Regions from separate parts of the Sus scrofa genome. Here region 2 is linked to region 1. The links are chromatin contacts, called in public HiChIP or PLAC-seq maps. All regions are on one chromosome and are shown on one strand. The core of a region is the stretch at or near the end of the contact, and the rest is flanking DNA. Distances in the headings are between cores, read along the strand shown. Region 1 holds the start of DHX33 (putative ATP-dependent RNA helicase DHX33). Region 2 holds the start of NUP88 (nuclear pore complex protein Nup88).

Region 1 (5,744 bases), core at 2,363-4,862:
AAAGATACATAGAAATGAGACTTAGCAGACTTTACCAAAGCCTTAAAAGTGCTCTAGGAAAACAACTAATTTATCAATCTTGCTAACAGAGTTTGAAAACAAAGCAAATTGGACTGTCAGACCCTCTGAACTCGTAGGACCTAGCAAAGAACTGAGAGGTTGAAACAATCATGGCAAGAAAGAAGCCTGAGATATATAAGTGACCTTGCTCAGAAAAACAAAAGTCATGGGACAGGGGCTGGAGGGTAGGGGACCGAGAACTGTCAGTAAAGAAGGAAGTGAGGTACCAGCTTCCCGAGTTCAGTTCTCTTCTCGTCTGAGACTCTGGTAGCCAGAGAGATGGCAGCCACTCGCCGAGGCTGGGTCACAGCAATGACAGCCTGGCGCCCGATCCCCCCTTCATACAGGTACTGGGGATCTGTGTCGTCTTCCCAGAGCCGGTCTCCCCTAGGAAAGAAAAAAAGTCTCACTGAAATGCAAACTGAAACAGGGAGTTCCTGTTGTGGGGCAGTGGTTAATGAACCTGAATAGGAACCATGAAGTGGCGGTTTGATCCCTGGCCTTTCTCAGTGGGTTAAGGATCCAGTATTGCCATGAGCTGTGGCGTAGGTTGCAGATGCAGCTTGGATCCCGAGTTGCTGTGGCGTGGCGCAGGCCGGTAGCCACAGCTCCGATTGGACCCCTAGTCTGGGAACCTCCAGATGCCAGAGGTGCGGCCCTAGAAAAGACAAAACAACAACAACAACAACAAAAAACGAATGCAAACTGAAACATATTTCAGGCAACAAACAGATCAAAGTCAGAAGGAAAAGATAAAATACTCTGAAATGATAAAACCACAGGAAAATGGATACCCATGCATGCTGCTAGCAGAGTGTGAACTGGAGTTGTTTCTTGAAAGGCCAAATTATATTAGGAACATCTTTAAAATGTTTCTACCCTTTGACCCACGATTCTACTTGTAGGAATTGATTCTAAGGAAATAAAGATACAGCTTCAATGATGTTTTTGTCACCTTTGCTCCTGACAGCCAAAAGCTGAAAACAATGTACAAGGTCAGCGATAAGCCGGAACCGTAAAATCATACGATGAAACATAACTGTTATACAGAGATGTCCTACTTTTTAAAAGGATAAGTGAGATGTCCGTGTACTGATGTCAAGAGACTCCAGCTCCCTCGCTGCAGCCACAGCTAACTCCTCACCACCCCCAGCCTGCCTTCAGACCCTCAGCCTTTGTCCACACTGTGATGAGACACCTGCTCCCACACTCCTGCCTGACAAGCTCTACAAGATGAATTAGACCTCAAACTCTCTCCCCAGGGGCTGCACCTGCCTCCTCTGTATTTGTAGTGTCTCATTCACCTCTCTCCCGTCACTGATCCCCCTGCAGTCTATGAAACTTTTCTGCCCCTTAACAATATCAGAAGCCCCTGGAGGAGTTCCCGTTGTGGCTCAGCGGTAATGAACCTGACTGGTATCCATGAGGATGTGGGTTCGATCCTGGCCTCGCTCAGTGGGTTAAGGATCTAGCGTTGCTGTGGCTGTGGTGTAGGCCGGCAGCTGCAGCTCCAGCTTGACCCCTAGCCTGGGAACTTCCATATGCCACAGGTGCAGCCCTAAAAAGAAAATAAAAGCCCCTGGAGGGCAAAGAAGGCCCTTAAGGGCAGCTTTATTTCCTACCCTCCCAGCGCCCATTCAGGGTGAAGAACTTGGTGAACCTGTGTTCCTTGCCAACAGCTCCCACTGCCCTGTCTCTGCCCTGAGAGCCCTACGGGCCCATCTTTCTTCCCCTCTGATTGCTCAAGCTTCCTGACCAGAACAAGAATCTTTGGACCAACAGATTTTTATGCACTCCTCCTCCTGAGTCCACCAGGAAAAACCCAAACTTGGATCAACGTCTCCTTGCCCATCTTTTCTCTTCCTACCGCAAGAAACCGAGCATGGCTACAGTAAAATAACCCAACACTGCCGACAACGACCCGAGTTTGCAGGGACCCAAAGGCACCTGGGCACCAGCACTGCTGTCAATCTTTTTGCTTGTTTTTGCAGCCCTTTTTCTGTCCCCATCCTCCCCAAGGCCCCTATGACTCCCATTCTCAACACATCCCCCTCGCCTATTTCACAGAAAAAGTTAAGCCCTCAAATGCGATCTCCTTCCACCTCCCCCAAGCCTTTCTGCAGCCACCCCCATTCTGACCTCCCTTCTTCAGCTCCCTCATCCTCTTGGGCATCCCTCCTCCTAGTCCAGGCCAGCTCTGCACCCGGCCTTGTGGCCAAGTGCTCCTCTTCCTGCCCCCACCCCCTGCTCTAATAGTGCCCACCTTCCATCCTTGGCCTCCGTCTCTACTGAGTTCTTCCCCTCAACCTGTGAATACTTGCAAGCTCCTCTAGGTCCCCCTCTTTTTTCTCCAAACAGATGTCGGCTCCCACTATCTTCAGATCCTCACCCCTTACTTACTCCTCAGCCCAGTAAGAAATCAGCTCCCACCCTGACAGCTCTGCTGAAATAGAGCTCAAATGGACCCCTGAACCATACGTTGCATCCAATCCAGCAGGCATCTTTCTGGTTCCGTATTTACTGGACCTCATTGGTGCGTCTGTTTCCTCCCTTCTTACAACTCCATCCTTAGACTATCACCTCTCCTGGGTCTCCTTCCCCTCTTCGAAAACTCATCCTCTCGGTCTTTCAGGAGCTCCTCTTACTTAAATGTTGGGATCGAAGCTCCTTACGAAGTCCCCTGCCCTCAACTCTGCCTCTTACTTTGTGCACCAGAAACAACTGCTTGCGTTAGATAGGGCCCTTTCTCACCTCCACTTAAGTCTCTCATGCTGCAGGCCCTCTCCCCTGTGTCCATCGCCTTCTGGGGACCACCTCCCCAGCCATCCCTCCCTGAGTAATCCACTCCTCTCAGCTCTCGAAGTGTCCGCTGCGCCCCTGTACCCTTTCACAGGGAAGGTGAGTCTTTGCCTAACGGGTGGGTCACTTGCCCTGGCTGTGAGAGCCTCCAGAGAGGGGCTGTCCGACTCTCCTCCGAGGCCCTCGCCTGGCCCCCGCACAGAAAAGGCCGTCAAGTTTGTTGTAGAAACTAATGAAAGACGGCGATAGGCATCTAAGAAAAGCTGTTTTCGAGAAGCCGGAACAGGTAACGAGGAAGGACCCGCCGGCGCGGTCACTCACCGATGAGGATAGCGCTGTCCAGGTTTCGGAGCTGGGCCAACAGCTGCCCCCGCGCCTGGAAGATGGGCAGACTCCGGCGCTGCTGCTCCACGGCCTCAGGGTAGGGGCTGGTCGAGGGGTGGGCCAGGGCCGGCTGCTGCCTCCTGCCTCCTCCGCTGCCGCCCGCATTCAGCAGCATCACTACTCGCCGCCCGGGAGGGCAGGGCCGGGCGCGGCTCGGAGGCCCAGCGCCCGGCCGGAATCTCTTGGCCGGGGGGCAATCCGCCTCCTCGGGCATGTCGGGAGGGCACCCGGACGGGAGACGCGAGGGCGGGCAGCCCCTGCCGCTCCCGGGAGCAGACAGCTAGCGCGCGCCGCCCCTTCCCGCCACGTGCTGGCGGTTCCAGCCACCCAGCTGATCTCAGCGCCGCCACCCGGAGTCTTTAGTAAGGAGACTCCAAGTCCCAGCATGCACTGGCAGGGGAGCCAGGCTTTCACTTCCTGAGAGAGGGCAGAGCAGGCCCGGGGTACGACCGGGGAAAAAGGCCCGGAGCGACAACGAAGAAAGATAAGATATGTGGTTCCGAGAGACCTTAACTTTGGATAGCCACCACGGTTTTCTTCACTGTTTTAGTGTCCTGCTAACACTATTTTTCCCCCCAGTAAATGCACGTTTCCCTCTCTCTGCCACGATAGTACTGGCTCTTCAAGGAACATATTTAATTTGGTAAAATTAGTGAGGAACACACAAACATTTGCATTAATCTTCCCAACAGTTGCTCTCCCCAGTTTACAGATGAAGAAACTGAGTCTCCAAGATCAGTCATTCAGGTGTCACAAAATCTGAATTTTGAAAGAGACATTGGTGGTCATCTCGTGTTACAGAAGAAAAAAAGAAATATGACATATTCTATGACAATCATACATTCTCCTTAGAAAGTGACTATTCCAATGGAAGTGGTCTGTTCCTGTAATACAAGCAGGGAAAAGGGGAGTCTGACGAAACTAAACATTTTCCTTTACTCTTTCTTTCCCCAACTATTGCTGCCAGACTCTCAAGTCCTTTACAGGGCTCCCAGTCCCATCACAGACACAGAAATCAGTGAAAAGATTCAGAACCCCAGTTGGGAAAACAGGATATAATTAGTTCCTCTTTCAAATTTCTTAGAGGATTTGATGATTTGCCAGTGGAAAGACTGGCAAGCAGCTGTTTGCTCTACATACAGGAAAAGGGATTTCCAGATAATTCATCGAAAGCTTCAACCCATGTGAAGGACACCAACTTCTGCAGTTTATTTCCACGAGGCTTGCCCTATTTGTGAAACTGTTAAAAATCCTCCCTCTCTCTTCCAGATCAGAGGTTATTTTCCTCTAGTGATCAGGGGTTACTGGAAATGTATGTGTTGAACTAGCAGATACATATTTAAGAATAAGTTGACAAAATTCCACTTACTTCCCCTAAATATTAATTTAGAAAGTCAATTCGAAATTAAAAAGGACACTATCGGTTTGTCTTTTCAGGCTGCTATTGCAGCATACCACATACTGGGTGGCTTATCAAAAGTGGATTGCTTATAGTTCTGAAGGTGCCAGCATGGTTGACTTCTGGTGAGGGCCCTCTTCCTGGTTCATTGCTGCTACTTCTTGTTGTGTCTTCACGTGATGAAAGGGGCTAGGACTCTCTCTGGAGGTTTTTTATAAGGCAGTAATCCCATTCACGAGGGTTCCAGCTCATGACTCAAGGACCTCCCAAAGGCCTCACTTCCTAATACCCTCCCATCAGGCATTCGGATTTCAGCATGAACTTGCGGGGAGGGAGGCACAAACATTCAGACCATTTCAATGTCTAAAATGTTAACTCTCAAGTTATAGACCTTGAGTTTATAAAAGACAGACTCAGTCTTTTTTTTTCTCAGGGTGCTTTTAGAGTAACTTGATGGAAGAGACATATGCTTCCAGTGATTATGAGAGTACCAAGTAGGTAATATAAATTCATTAAATAGTCTTGATAGAGTACAGGTCCTGTCTCTAGAAACAGCCATGAGTCATCTCTAGGCAACAGCTGCTACTCAGGCCTGATATTGCCAGGTCTCCAGGTTTTTTGTTACAGAAAAACCCCAAATGAAGATTTTCATGTGAAATCTGTTTTAAATATTGGCTCACTCTAATTTAAAAAAACAAAAACATGGTGCAGGCAAAATAAACCACATGTATAGGTAATTCATTTGTAATCGCTGGCCTAATGACCCAGCGATCCTGCAGCCTCAAAACTAAGTGGAAGAACGAGTTGAAAAACAAAATCCTATATTGGCATCCGTGTTAAAAGATATCACCCCCTCCCCCCATTTGCTTATATTCTTGATCCGACAGCCTCTGTTCCCTCCAAAAAAATCTCTTGTGGTTAAGGGGCTTTCACATGCAGATGGTCATAAGTCAATAGCTGTACAAGGAGTATCTGGGCTCTTATTCCAAAAGGTGAGCTGTCAGACACACCTCATTCTTACCTGCTCTGCAATGGTCTGAGGACTTAACTATCTGTTCTTACCATGACCGTACTAGCTGGTGGTCATGGTTGGCTGGTTTGT
Region 2 (5,744 bases), core at 1,871-4,370, 35 kb before region 1:
CTCCTAGCCTGGGAATCTTCATGTGCAGTGGGCTCGGCCCTAAAAAAAAAAAAAAAAAAGACAAAAAATACTGATGTCTGTAAGTCTGGGGTTTTTTTTGGGGGGGGGGGCGGTTAGCTGCTCTTTGCTGATTCTAATCAAATAGGTTCCCCCCCCACCCTCATCAGTGGTTAGTTCCTCTTCCCTATCTTTTCAATCTTCTTTCTACTTGAGTCTCACAATCTACCTCAAAACAAAGAACACCTTTCCTCAGCTAAACAAATCTAACCACCATAGGTCACTTGTGATAATCATAGTATTTGGTGGTTTTTGAGGTCTTTTTTTTTTTTTCAGCCACACCTGCGGCATATGGAAGTTCCTGGGCCAGGGATCAAACCTGTGTTGCAACAGAGACAATGCCGGATCATTAACCCACTGCATCACACCAGGAACTCCTGATTTGGTTTGATTTTAAAAGTCATCACCCATGTTTTTGTTTCATTTACAGCTGCAACTCATGTTAAGTTGCTTTCTTGCCTATCTCTGAGTTTCTGAGATTCTAGAGGACTGAAAGTTATTCAGATAGTCATCAATATGTACTGAGAGCTTGTATGTTCCAGGTACACTGAAGTACTGGGGACACAAAAATAAGTAAGGCAGACATTGTCCTTGCCTTCGTGCTTACAATCTAGAAAAGAATTCATACAATGAACAAGTATATATAATTTAATCATGACAGTGCTAAATTCTGCACAGCAATATAAGGTGCTATTTTGTGTGTGTGTGTGTGTGTGTTTTAAGTGTGTACATTTTATCTATCTATCTATTTTTGGCCACAGCATGCAGCAGTTTGAGGTGGGATGTCAGTTCCCAGACCAGGGACTGACCACGTGGTGAAAGTGCCAAATCCTACCCACCAGACCACCAGAGAACTCCCAAGGGTGCTATTTTGATACTGTGTGCTGAGCATCTAACAATTACACTTATAAACTGAAATTTTAGGGCGTTCCTGTTGTGGCTCAGCAGAAACCAATATGACTAGTATCCATGAGGACTCAAGTTTGATCCCTGGCCTTGCTCAGCGGGCTAAGGATCCGGTGTTGCCGTGAACTGTGGTGTAGGTCAACAGACACGGCTCAGATTTGGCACGGCTGTGGCATAGGCCAGCAGCTACAGCTCCGATTGGACCCCTAACCTGGGAACTTCCATATGACTCAGGTGTGGCCCTAAAAAAACAATAAATAAATAAATAAAAATAAACTGAAATTTTAGAATAAGTAGATTGTAGGCTTGTGATCTATTTTCAAAACTGCAGAAACACTGTTAGCACCTTATTCAAATCATTTCTCATCATAAGAATCAAACAACAGCACACAATAGATGCCATGTGTTAAAATGGATGCCAGGTTTTTCTTGTTTTTTTTTTTTTTTTCTTTTTACTGCTGCACCTGCGGCATATCGAAGTTCCTGGGCCAGGGGTCAATCAGAGCTGCAGCTGCAGCCTGTGCCATAGCCTTGGCAACACCAGAGCGGAGCCCCATCTGCAACTGAGGCCAAAACTTGCGGCAATGCTGAATCCTTAACCCACTGAGCAAGGCCAGGGATCGAACCTGCATCCTTACAGAGACAACCAGGGGTCCTTAACCTGCTGAGCCACCACAGGAACTCCTGTTTATTTTTTCAACTGTTAAAAGACAAGAATCAGTTTATTATAAATAAACACTCCCATAAAGCAATGTTTGATGATCACAAGAGCCCTGGGAGATTTTCTGATCACAGCTACTTTCACATGCTGTTGGCTTCTCAAAAACAAGCAAAAAATCCTCTTCATCTCTAGGGTTGGCCTAATTTCTTGAAAGAATTAAGAGGGTTTTCCTCCTCCACCTCAGGCGCCAAACTTGATGCTCACAACAACCCCAAGAGAAAGACAGGACGTCCCTGCCCTATTAGGAGTGTGACGTCAGGAAATAGGTTCTCAGGAGCCACTAAAAATAGCACGTGCACCCACTTAACCCTGCTTTGTTTTTCTTCAGACATCCTGCATCTACATTTTATTGTTAATCCACCGTCCTTCCCTTCCTCCCAGACCTCTTGAGCGCATAAGTTCTTGTAAGTGTCCCGCACATTGTCAATGAATACTTGTCAAAGGAGTGAAATACGGGACGAGAGTCTCCAAAAGATTCTGTGGCCACACTGAGGCGAATGAAAATAAAAGACTTTCCCACTCGTTGCTGGACGCCCCCCAAAAGGACGTCTGTAGCACCCCTCCCAGCAGATAAAAAACAGCCAGGATAGGAAAAGAACGAAAAAGCTAGTTCGGAGCCCAGCTGAGGTTCTTTTCCAAGATCAGCCTGGTCGTACCTGGTACTGAGAAAGGGAGGGCTCCTCGCCCGCGCCGCTGAGGCTCCGAAGGCGAACGACTAAGAAACAGCTGCCTTCTCCGTCCCACAGGAAGAGCTCTCCGCCGAGGCCTAAGACCAGGTTTCTTGTCAGCAATGGCGGCGACGAGGACAATGATGAAGAAGCCGGCTTCTCCACTTCGGCTGGGCTCTGGTTTTTCAGTCCCTCCCGGAGCCGCAAGAACACGGCGTGATTAGGAAGCCAGGTCTGCCACACCTCGCCGTCGCCCGTAGCTCCTTCGACCGCCGCCATCTCAGCCCAACAGCTCGCCTCTGCTCAGTTGGTCAGGCCGCCGCTGAGAGCAGCCAATCCGCGCCTAGCTGCCTACCGCTTCAGCCAATCATCGAGCAGGCATCCCGGAAGCTGGAAACAGAGCTAGGGGGTGGGGCGAAGGCGAGGCCAGCCCATCAGGCGGCAGCATTGGCCAAAGGAAAGCCAATCGCCAGTTCAGCATTTCTTCTGAAGCCAAAGGAGGCGGGATGAGGTCAACTGAACCTTGCGGGCATAAAGCAAGCTTTGGGGGTGTGGCAGTCTAGAGCCGGGGGTGGAGCCTGAGACATGTGTATCTTATTGCTTATTGGACACCCCCACCAGGATAAACCTAGACATCCAAAACCTCCCCTCAAGGCTTACCTCTCCTAAAGTAGTCCAGATTGGGTAGCCCTCACAAATGTCACTACTTCCGTCACCCATCTTGGGTTTGCCTAAATCTGTAAAGGAATGGGGCTGGCCCGAAGGACAATGCCTCCCAGAATTCCCCGCGACCTGGTGCGGCGGGCACCCGGAAACTGCAACTCCCAGGATTCTGCGCGCTCTCCGCGGCTGGGCTTTCTGGCGGCGACTCCCGGGAAAAGCAAATGGCAGAGGCGTCAGGGTCTCGGCACCGCTCTCTGTATAAACTGGTGGGCTCGCCGCCTTGGAAGGCGGCTTTTAGGCAGGTGAGTGTGGGATATGGGAAGCCTTGGCCGAGCCGTTGTCACCTCCTTAGTCCGTCCCGGGAACCGGTCTCCTCCGTGACTTCTCTCAGCAGATGAGGCAGGTGTCTTGGGGGGTGGACCTGGCACTTGGGCCTCCTACCTGTAGTCCAGTCACTTCCTAGAGTTTCTGGACCCCTCGGTGTGGGATTAGCCTGGACTGGTCTAGTCCCAAGAAGCCTTCCTTTTGGATTCGGGTTTGTTTTCAGTGTGAGCTGTGGTCCACCTCTACACCTCTTCAGTGACACCACCGCTGTTGTCGGGTGGGAGGACACCAGAGAGGCACCTTGTATACTCACCGCATGCGAGACCTTATGTCTATGCCAGAGAGGAAGAGAATAATTAGATATTATTTCCAATTCCGGAAATTATTTCTCTATTTCAAACTTTTTGAGCCTCCATGACTAAGGCTTTGTAGAGCTGTAGCCTGCAGTCAGTCCTGACCTATTCTGAACTCAGCCTGGTTCTTGTAAGTACTATGGCCTGTCTTTCCAGAATCTCTGAAATAATGGATATGTTCCAGAGAAATAATCTGATGCTAGAATTGCCTGGTTTTGTTTGTTTGTTTGTTTGTCTTTTTGCCTTTTCTAGGGCCGCTCCCGTGGCATTTGGAGGTTCCCAGGCTAGGGGTCTAATCGCAGCTGTAGCCACCAGCCTACACCAGAGCCACAGCAACGCAGGATCCGAGCCGTGTCTGTGACCTACACCACAGCTCACGGCAACACCGGATCCTTAACCCACTGAGCAAGGCCAGGGATCAAACCTGCAACCTCATGGTTCCTAGTCGGATTCATTAACCACTGCGCCAGGATGGGAACTCCTAGAAATGACTGTTGACAGCAGCATTTCTCACCCTTGGCTCTTGACGTTTTGAAGAAATTGGCGCTTTGTTATGGGAGGCTGTTTCAGGATTGTAGAATGATTAGCAGCCTTCCTGGCCTCTTCCTACTAGATATCAATAGCCCTACAACTAGCCCTGTGACAACCAAAAATGGCTCCAGGTGTTGCCGTATGTCCCCTAGGAGACAAGATTGCTCAAAGGTGAAAAACGGAGGCGACCACCAGAGCCATATCTAGAGGAGCAGGAATTTGGAAGCAGCCTAACTTTTCTAATGGCACAGTGGATACTGAGCTGTTATCACCCAGCCAGTAAGGAAGCTGGAACTGAAGATAGACTATGAAATATGTTGGTCTAGAAATACATTACCAAGCATTGTAATTTCACCCACTATATGTGGATCTGGAGGACGGTACCAAAATAACAGTAGTCAGAATTATAGTTGAAATTTTGTGTCTAGAAATTTCCTTTAATGTTTTAATAACTTATCTAAGAGGTTGTTTTTTAATGGAATTGCCCCCCCCATCCCTTCTTTATTCTTCTCCAAGGGATGCCTGGAGAGAATGAGAAACAGCCGGGACAGGCTCCTGAACAGATATCGCCAGACTGGAAGCAGTATGTCAGGGGGAGCTCGAAATAGCCTTCTGGTGCAGGAGGTGATGGAAGAAGAGTGGAATGCTTTGCAGTCGGCGAAGAGCTGGCCAGGAGCCTTGGCACAGGTCAGGCTGGGTTATGTGTTCTTAGGGAAGGTGTTCTAGCACCAGGATTGCCTAGTCTCCTCTCTCTGCCTATGTCCCCAAGTCCTCTAAACCCCATCCACCTTCTGGCCCCCAATCAAGTTTCTAATGGCCTTTGACCCAGGCTCTTCTACCTTTAATGTTAGACTCTTCTAGATTAATTAATGGCTCATAAACACCAGACTGTCAATCTGCTGCGTTGTTGCATCATAATCACTCATGAAACTAAAAGGAAGGAAGTTTTACTCTTTAGCTCCACCCCTGGAAATTTTGATTCAGTAGGTGGGGGTAGGAATCTCTTTGTAAAGGATCTCCAGGAACTTTCTGATTCTAATCTCAGCCACAGCTGGGAGCTAGGTGTAGAGAGGAAGCGTTTACCATGTGTCAGGAAGACTATTGGATTGGAAGTCAGCAGTTCTGGAATTTTGATTCTTGTTTTGTTATTGACTCTTTTTTTTTTTGGACTAAAAAGTGGCATATGGAAATTCCCAGGATAAGGGTCTAATCGGAACTGCAGCCGCCAGCCTGCACCACAGCTATAGCAATGCCAGACCTGAGCCACGTCTGCGACCTACGCCACAATTCATGGCTCATCACCAGATCCTTAACCCACTGAGCGAGGCCGGGGATTGAACCCACATCCTCATGGATACTAGTCGTGTTCGTTTCTGCTTCACCATGATGGGAACTCCTCACTATTGACGCTAACTCTGCCTCTTTAAGCTTTAGTTTTCAAGTTTGTAAGATGAAGAAGATAGTGTTGTCATTATTGTAGGACAACATAAAAAGCATGTGGGAAACTGCTTTGAAAACATC

The links. HiChIP or PLAC-seq counts read pairs in DNA pulled down with a chosen protein or histone mark.
Region 2: a contact with region 1 is called in an H3K27ac HiChIP or PLAC-seq map of skeletal muscle. The contact joins the promoter of NUP88 here to the promoter of DHX33 in region 1. A contact is called at or near these places in 1 of 5 promoter capture datasets (liver), 1 of 47 Hi-C or Micro-C datasets (epiblast stem cells) and 2 of 2 datasets of contacts at active chromatin or transcription factors (alveolar macrophages and skeletal muscle).

The regions. Positions count from the first base shown.
Region 1 is chr12:51,524,939-51,530,682 of Sscrofa11.1, reverse strand. DHX33 (putative ATP-dependent RNA helicase DHX33) reads right to left here and starts at 3,612. Exons shown (of 13, transcript XM_021067729.1): 1 at 3,181-3,612; 2 at 421-447; 3 at 288-418. The coding sequence starts at 3,457.
Region 2 is chr12:51,559,831-51,565,574 of Sscrofa11.1, reverse strand. NUP88 (nuclear pore complex protein Nup88) reads right to left here and starts at 3,120. Exons shown (of 17, transcript XM_021067743.1): 1 at 2,341-3,120. The coding sequence starts at 2,631. It overlaps RPAIN (RPA-interacting protein), which reads left to right and starts at 3,157. Exons shown (of 7, transcript XM_021067747.1): 1 at 3,157-3,317; 2 at 4,740-4,910. The coding sequence starts at 3,237.